Linked DNA regions of Zea mays: regions 1 and 2 are each linked to region 3. The links are chromatin contacts, called in public Hi-C maps. All regions are on one chromosome and are shown on one strand. Each heading gives the region's core, a stretch centred on a gene start, on an enhancer-like site or on the middle of the called end of the contact. The rest is flanking DNA. Distances are from core to core; before and after follow the strand shown.

Evidence for each region. Hi-C and Micro-C count contacts between places; a contact is called where the count stands out from the background.
Region 1: a contact with region 3 is called in a Hi-C map of tassel, with 5 times the contacts expected there. The contact joins the promoter of LOC100280194 here to the promoter of LOC100283897 in region 3. A contact is called at or near these places in 7 of 25 Hi-C or Micro-C datasets (bundle sheath, ear, leaf and 3 more).
Region 2: a Hi-C map of ear shows a contact between it and region 3, with 2.3 times the contacts expected there. The contact joins the promoter of LOC100283891 here to the promoter of LOC100283897 in region 3. A contact is called at or near these places in 4 of 25 Hi-C or Micro-C datasets (bundle sheath, ear, leaf and 1 more).

Annotation. Positions count from the first base shown.
Region 1 is chr10:31,497,102-31,499,801 of Zm-B73-REFERENCE-NAM-5.0, forward strand. It overlaps LOC100280194, which reads right to left and starts at 1,343. Exons shown (of 7, transcript NM_001361028.1): 1 at 1,162-1,343; 2 at 1-104. The coding sequence starts at 77.
Region 2 is chr10:32,236,720-32,239,419 of Zm-B73-REFERENCE-NAM-5.0, forward strand. LOC100283891 (Glutathione S-transferase) reads right to left here and starts at 1,345. Exons shown (of 10, transcript NM_001412677.1): 1 at 1,156-1,345; 2 at 959-1,054. The coding sequence starts at 1,040. It also overlaps the pseudogene LOC103640998.
Region 3 is chr10:31,763,471-31,766,170 of Zm-B73-REFERENCE-NAM-5.0, forward strand. It overlaps LOC100283897, which reads right to left and starts at 1,327. Exons shown (of 5, transcript NM_001370562.1): 1 at 1,044-1,327; 2 at 926-958. The coding sequence starts at 1,152.

The DNA of each region.
Region 1 (2,700 bases), core at 93-2,592, 270 kb before region 3:
GCCTTTTGCAAAGCAGTAAGTTCCTTCCTCAAGTGAAGCTCACTTGGGCCAACACACGCTCCAAACATAGTCCCCATCTCCAGTCTGGAAAGACACTGACTTGTCTGACAGAGAGCAAAACAGTAAATATTAAGTGACATCACCATGCTGGAAAATAACTGAGATATGTTCACTGCAAACAATTTTAAAGTGTTCTACAATTTAAAGTAGGTGCAGATTACAAAGATGCATAGCTGATACATCTTATCTTAAGAACGTGAAAATTCAGTATAAAGCAGTGAACACAATTTCAGCTTCCGAAGCAGCATGCTCAATCTGCAACTTGGGAAGGAATGCATATCAAGAACAGGAAGGCGCACATGATTGGGGAGGGACAAAGAAACTACAGTCTAGTACCAAGAGGAAACAACTAGATTGAAAAATTATCTGTCCTAATTCATTCTACAAAATGTATAACACTGTTCTAACCATCTATAGGTAGATTGCTGAGTCAGACCTTGTTCAGTTATTCCCCATTTCACCTTACCGAAGGTTATTTACATTATGTTACAATAAGTTCTCAGGTAATATAGAGAAAATATTTTGGGTCTTTTAAGAAGAAATTATAAAAAAATGGCGAAAGAAATATCATACCAGTATGCCATTTTATCTGATGCTAAATTGAATGGTCATCATCATTTCAAAAGCATAGAAAGCACTGAAAACCCAAATAAAAGAGCGATATGTGTGTGATATGCTGATGGGTATCCGTGGTAAATAAAAATCATAACCAAAGATCATGAAAAAATGCTACGGGCAAAACATGAAACCGAAGTGGTTGCAACCAGATTTTTTTGGGATGGATTTGATGCAAAAGAGAGAAGAAATGATTTCGTATATAGTTTATTCCACAATCTGGAAAGGGAAGGAGAAAATCAATACGCAGATTCTAGGAAGAAAGAAAAACGACACCAGGAAGAGAGACGGGATGAAATGAATGTTGGATGAAAGGGAATCTGAAATACTTTTTGAGAAATGGCCGACGAACGCAGTGCAGCCGCTAACCATGCAAGAATCAATCCCAGGAACCACCAGGAGCTGGAGCACAAAGCACTACAGCAGCATTCCGCCACCAAGATCCAAAACGTGCTTCGAAGAAAAAAAAAAGGAAGAAGGACTCACCGGCAATCACGGAGGCCGCCAGGTGGGATCGACCAACCTGCAGCGCGCACGGGAAAGAGGGAGCACGAGCAGTTCGGACTGGTCCTAGTCCTAGAAAGGCATCAAGGCGTCGAAAAAGGAGGCGCCTTTGGAGGTGGAACCTACATCCATCGCCATCGGGCAGTGAATGTCGGAGGAGACGGAGATTCGAAGTAGCACGCGGGCGGATTTTAAAATCTTCCTCACCACCCCTGCTGTCACAGCTCGCGGTGTTCCCTCTGCACCACAGTACATTTTGTCGGCTGACACAGAATAAAATGCAGCAGAAATTAATCTCTATTTCAAACAATTGTGGGGATGTTCCTAAAACATTCATATGTCAAATCGAATATTTTTAATATAGATATAAATCATGTTACAAGAATAAAATTTTGTATAATTTTTGTGTGCATTATTTTCTCACTATAATAAAAAAAAGTACAAAAACATCTGAATTTGTATTCATATCTATATCCAAATTTTATATCAATTATTTAAAAAAATATAGAACAAATTTAAAGATTACTCTCTATGAATATTAATAGGCTCAAAGCTAAAAACAACTAAAACAAGAATATAAATTTATATAGCAAATTCTATATGTTATTTGTTTAGAGTCCAACAAAAAAGACAAAAAAATAATATCGAAATAAGTATCCGGATCCATCCCTGCTTATTTGGTATAAGTTATGGAGTTAGGTTCAAAAATATTAGTTGCGGTGTGAGTTTGAATGAAATGTGAGAGCTTTACTAGTAAGAGAGTTAGTGTTAGACTTGTTGCAAAGAAAAAATTAAAGATTGACATAATCAAGATGCCATAGCCAAAGCCCAAAAAAATCTAATTGCCAAGCTAAATAATTATGCTACAAATCATTGCCAAAAACAAATGCTATGAATTCCAATAACCAGGTCGACTATTTTGAGCAGCTTGCAAGTCATTTCACAAGGCCTTTCACCAATGAACAAATGGAAGCAATTATGGAGCTGGCAAACTAGGGAAAAGAGAAGGAAGGGACCAAGAAGAAGGGTAGCAAGGTGGTACCGTTCAAGGTTGCTATGGGGAACTGAGTCATTTTTTAATATTTTGGTGGGTTTAGTGCGTTTGTCTGTGGGTCGTCCAGTTTGTAATGAGGACTGCATTGTTTGGCAGTTTGGCGTCTGGGTAGTGGATCCCAATTCCTTGGCTACCACTGCATGTGTATCCGTCTGTTTTCAGTTTGGTTGTAAGGTGTGTGTTGTTCCTTTCTAGAACAATGATGCATGTTGTCTATGGAAGGATGGTCCGAACCTGTGTTCGTTTTACTGTCTTCCTATTGTGACATTTTTTTAAGTAGAGGAGCCCCTTTTGGTTAATGAGTACCAACTGCACTATTCTCTCTTGGAACATAAGGGGGTTGAATGACCCAGCTAAACGGGAAAATGTGAAGCAACCAATCCTCTCATCAGGAGCAACCATCGTTTGTCTCTAGGAGACAAAGATAATAAACTGGAATAACAACTTGCTAAGGGAAACTGTGGGCT
Region 2 (2,700 bases), core at 95-2,594, 470 kb after region 3:
CTTTACTACTAAGTTGGATGCACACATATAATTCTTTTATGTCCATCAATTAATTAGAACATTACCATATATAATGCATTTCTCACAAGCTATACAGCCAAAAGAGAGGTGAAGATTTGCACTAATCAAGATCAACTTGTTTTTGTTGGATAAGGTCTCGGACTCGGTCAAGGGACCTAGCCTAGAACGACCTTGTGCCCTGCTCCCGTGGTTGTGGCCATTGATCACAGACGCTATATTAATGAGGCAGGGGACGGCATGCAAATCAACGCTTCTGCGCTTTCGCTAATTCTAGCTGCCACATACCAGGAAGGACTTGATCTCCTATCTAGTACCACAATGACTGAAAATCGCCGAATCCATCCATGGTGCATGTAGATCCTAACAATACTATGCCGCTGGCCGCCGATATTCTACCCCAAGGTCTAAACGCGCAACGAGGACGAGAGACGAGTCAGGATGGAGGCACTCAACTACCAAATCCATCTATAACCCTAACTACCATCTCCCCCTCAGACCCGAAGGCATGGTTGCCATATTCTCTCTCCCTCCTTTATCTCATTAGCACACAAATCATAAGTCCATTAATTTACCAGAAAGAACCTAGATGGGTTTAGAGAGAAAATCGATTAGTTCCTAACCAGAAAGAATGTTCTATCAGCTTTATCCAATAGAACAAGGGACCTGGTATAACAGGAGCCATCCCTGTGGCCAGGACACTGGAGCCCAGAGATTCGGACAAACCCCAAAGGTACTGCCTGTCTAAAATCAGGGTGGCCTAGTATCTAGCCATCAAATTCCCCTAAAATCTGTCGAACTGATTAATAGATCAAGAAAAGGTCACATTGTCCCCAACTCCCCATCTCCCGGGAACGAGACGTCGAGACCCCCTGTTTTGGGCAAGATTCGCCGTCATCTATGGAGCAGGAAACAAGCGCCAGCGGTTTGATCCAGTTACCTTTGAGGTTGAGGGCGATCCGGACTCGGAAGGAGCAGGAGCTGATCCACGCGCTATACAAGATGGGCTTCGAAGCCGCCATGGCCGCAACGCCTCCTGCTGAGACACAGCTGATTGATGAGCGAGGCCAACAATGGACCAAGGATGCTTGCCTTGGAGTTAGCTACCGTTGGAAGCGCAGACAAAGAGAGAAGTACCAAAACGGCCGGCAGAAGCGGGGTTGTTTGTTCGGGACCGGATAAGAACACGACAGTGCTCGATTTTGACGAAATGACGTAGGGAACGACTTTGACACTTTGGAGACGTTGACAACGGCCAAATGCCGCAAACGTCGGTATGGACATGATCTACCCATTAGCCGCTGGGGACACTTTGGAGATGGTACTTGAGCTCACACCGTTAGCTACCCACGAGCTTTATCGTCGCTCTCCTCCTTCCTGATTTCTCCCCCTCCGTAGAAACCCTAGGTGGCGCCTCCTTGCAATGGAGCGTACTTCTACGGTCGAAGTTGTAGCCGAGGTTGTTGACGTGGCTCGTGCCGCTGCTGCTGCTGTGGAGGCGCGTTGTGTGGCCATTGCCGCGGATAAGGAGGCCAGCGTGGCGGTGCGGTATTGCTGTCGACAAGGTCGAAGTAGTCATCGAAGCTGTGAAGAACTCAACTACTGTTGAAGCTAACTTCATTGATGGTTCTTGATAATTATTCTCAATCTCTTTTATTTTTGTGGAGATCCTCAATGGGTGCAGAAGATGTATTTTGTGAAGCATGGTAGATGCAGGCAAAGGAGAACTGGGAGGGCGGTGGCCGGATGAATCATATCGTGCAAGGTTATTAAAATGATAAAATATTGAAACGCTAATGGATGAAGTTTTAACTTTTAAACAAAGTTTAAACGTAGTTTAAAACAATATAGGAAAAATCAAAATTACTGACAATAACATAAAGTTGTCATCTCATTCTTATTGCCCTGATTTGCCTTTCATCTAAATTGCTACATCAATCACATTGTGGTCTAATTTCTTGAAGTTTGTGGAGTAACTGCGTACAGAGATATCTAGGGCTCGTTTGGCAGCCTGGTGAATTGCACACCGGCCAGCTACAACCAGCGGGGGCAATACCTGCATTACCTGTCCTACGTGTGGTGCAGTCCTGTGGGGCATAGGTTCCATGTGTCCATTTGACAAAGATTGCTGTAGGTAACAGACAAGCAGTGCAAGAGGGACAAACATGCACTTGGTGATGGAAAAAAGAATAAATAGAATATGTGTTAGAAGAGATATGTGTTAGAAGAGTATAAATAGAACAACTCCATGCACAGTATAAATAGAATAACTCCAGACATATGTATAAATGAACGTATAAATAGAATAACAGACTTAGTAATAAAAAGAAAGTAGAGCTGGACGTTTGAACACACATGTATTCTAAATTTTTATGAACCAGTGAATTATGAGAGTGTGTACATATGTATCAGATCCACAATATGTATTAGAACCTACATACATATTGATGGAACAAGTAGAACAGTTCTTAACTCCATACAAATTGTGGTTCGAGTAAAAATTCTAGAGAACTTGAAAATTCAGAATAGCGCCTACTAGCAGAACAAAATAATAGCTTGATTTCATCCAAAAGACAGCAGATAGCACCCAATAGCAATGCTAATACTACTTAGCCAGCTAGCACATGGTGAGAGAGCAAATAAAGCCAATATTCCTATATGCTTAACATGAAGCGCCTCTGA
Region 3 (2,700 bases), core at 77-2,576:
TTCCTGTGCTAAGCATTTAATAATGTTGCAATTTAATGTGGAACAGATTTTGATCCCATGCATCTGTGGGAACCAAAATCATAAATGTGACCTTAATAACCAACATACTCCCTCCATCCCAAAATAAATCAGATTCTATTCTAGCCACGTATCTAGACAAAGCTTTCTGGTCCAATAAGCGACGGGGTACATGCATTTCTTTGCCAACTCCTGTCACCATCAACTTAAGTGGGCATTGACAAAGTGGGAAATAAGGTGCAGTGACGAAGTGTTTGCAATACTTCCATAGTTCCATTGCCAAAACAGAGTAATTTCGGTATCCAGAAACGAAACCAATGTTGACTTCCAGGAAAAAGAAATGCTATCCTGAGTCCTGACACTCCCACTACCTGACATCAGTGACTCACTGACAAAATATTCCGAAAATGCCCCTCGGTACAGTTGCAGCAGATGTCGTTGTCCGGGAGCATAACAGTAAATCGACAGCCGCACGACTTTTGGAGATGACTGGCCGGCCGTGCGGTCGACCAGCTCAGAAGATAAGGATTCCCTCACCCACCCACCTTTCCGCTTTCCCACCCCCAGATGAATAGCACAAGGAGTAACTAGAACGTCGCGAAACCGAAAGCAAAGCTCAGCGCTCAGCGGTTGTCACCAGCAAGATCGGAGCAGAAATTCCGCCGCGAAATAGCCTCCCAGGGCGCACCAGAACCAATGAATGGGCGGAGGTACGTAATAAATTAAGTGAAAAAACACCGGAAAATCAGCGGACTAAGTGCCCCCCAGATCGGCTTTGTGGAGAGAGGTAGAGAGCTATCCCTAACTGCAAAGCAAACACGGTCCAAATCCGTCTAGTAGCATCTGAACCCGCACCCCCAAAATCAAAACCCTAGGAAACCCAGCCGGATCGAGGGAGCAGGCTCACCTGGGTCGCACATCACGTAGAACTTCTCAACATCTGAAGCGACAGCGGGAAACTAGTCAATACAGAACTCTGAGCCGGAGGGAGAAAGTAACGCAAGCGAAGGAGATGCGGGCATTACCGGTGGTGAGCGCCCTGATTAGGCCGGCCTGGCGCGCGCGGTAGTCCCGGAAAACGTCCTCCGGCGAGCGCGGGACCGGCGTGCCAGGGAAGCCGGCTCCTCCGTCCATTCGTCCCCGGAGCTTGGTCAGGGAGGCGTAGGGTTTTGGGAGGGAAGAGCGAGGAGGGCAAGCTGGGGATTACACGAGGACGAGACGAAGAATCGATTGGAAGGAGTTGGGAAGCGTCGGCGCTGAGACAGAGAAGAGAAGACTTTTCTTGGAAAGAAAAGAGAGGAGATGGGTCTCCTACGTTTGGTCGGGCGCAGGCGCAGCCGCAGTCGCGGGCCTTCCAATGAGTCCGATAGTTTGCGGCCCTATTTGGCACGGCACTGACCTCGCGGTCCATGAATGTGGGTTTTTATTCCTCGGCTCAAATTTATTTACCATCAATAAATATTTTTTTGTATTGGTATGTTTGAAACCACACTGGTTTTTTAAAAACCAGTTTCTATTTCGAGTTTCTAGAAACTGGTTAATCAAAAGAGTTGGGTGAATGTGTTTGGAACTTAATTTCTAAGAAACTAGTTTCTAGTTTTTTTATACACAATTATTAGCATACCCTTCCTCTATTTAAAAAAGTGGTGACAATATATGTAAATTCTATGAAATCAATAAGGGCATGATGTAATTAAACAAACAAGAGTTGGTTTTAGCTAGGGGAGATCGGGAGAGTAGATTCTTGATTTTTAAGAAACTCGAATCTAGTTTCTATAAACTAAGACATAGACCCTGTTTGGTATAGTTGTTGTTTGTTGAAAAAGCAGCTTATATGTGAAGCTAACTACTGTAGAAGCTCCATGTTTGGTACAACTTCTGCTTAAATCTATGAAGAAGCTAAAAATAAGTTGTGCCAACACGACCATAAACTGGTATGTTTGGAACCACTCTAGTTTCTATGAACCAGTTTCTTAAAAATTGGATGCTTCCAAACAGGCCAATAGTATACGTTGCGATTTCTGATTTTGATGTTTGTTCTGATGTTCTCATTTCAATACTATAGTGTTATATAGTGTGTGCTAATGTTATGATTCTAGAAAGGACAGGGAAGGGGAGTGTGAAGGATAAATATCGCCCGGGTTGCCACGACCCGTTTACGGTCTGTGGGCTGTTATAAAGGCCTTAATGTGCAAGGCGTGCAGGCTGACAAACTAGTCAAACACGCGACCAAAAGCAGGCAAAAAAGTGGTATGTGGGCTCGAAGACGCGTGAACCGACCCCGCGCATGCAGAGGACGTGACTTCCTTCCCAAAGACTCGCTGACTTCGAGATAAGTCGGAGTCAATTTTGGGGATAGAGAGGGGGTTGTAACAATCGTGCGGAGTGTGTGAATAACTCGGGTTCTGCCGACATAAGGCAGAAGAGGCACCCCTATGAAAATCAGAGATCTCCTAGTAGGCATAGTCATCTTCAATACCATCATCAGCTTCACCATAGGATAGGTTTTCCACTTTGGATCCTTCTCCTACATCGTGGACCGGAAGGGCGCCCTACTCCGCTTGGCGGACGCAGGGAAGGAGGTCTAGAGGTCTCACACCACCACCTCGACATAGAAGAAGTCCTCGTCGTGGCTCAGGGCGACCTCGGCAACGATCGTGGCTAGACCTTAGGTGGTCACGA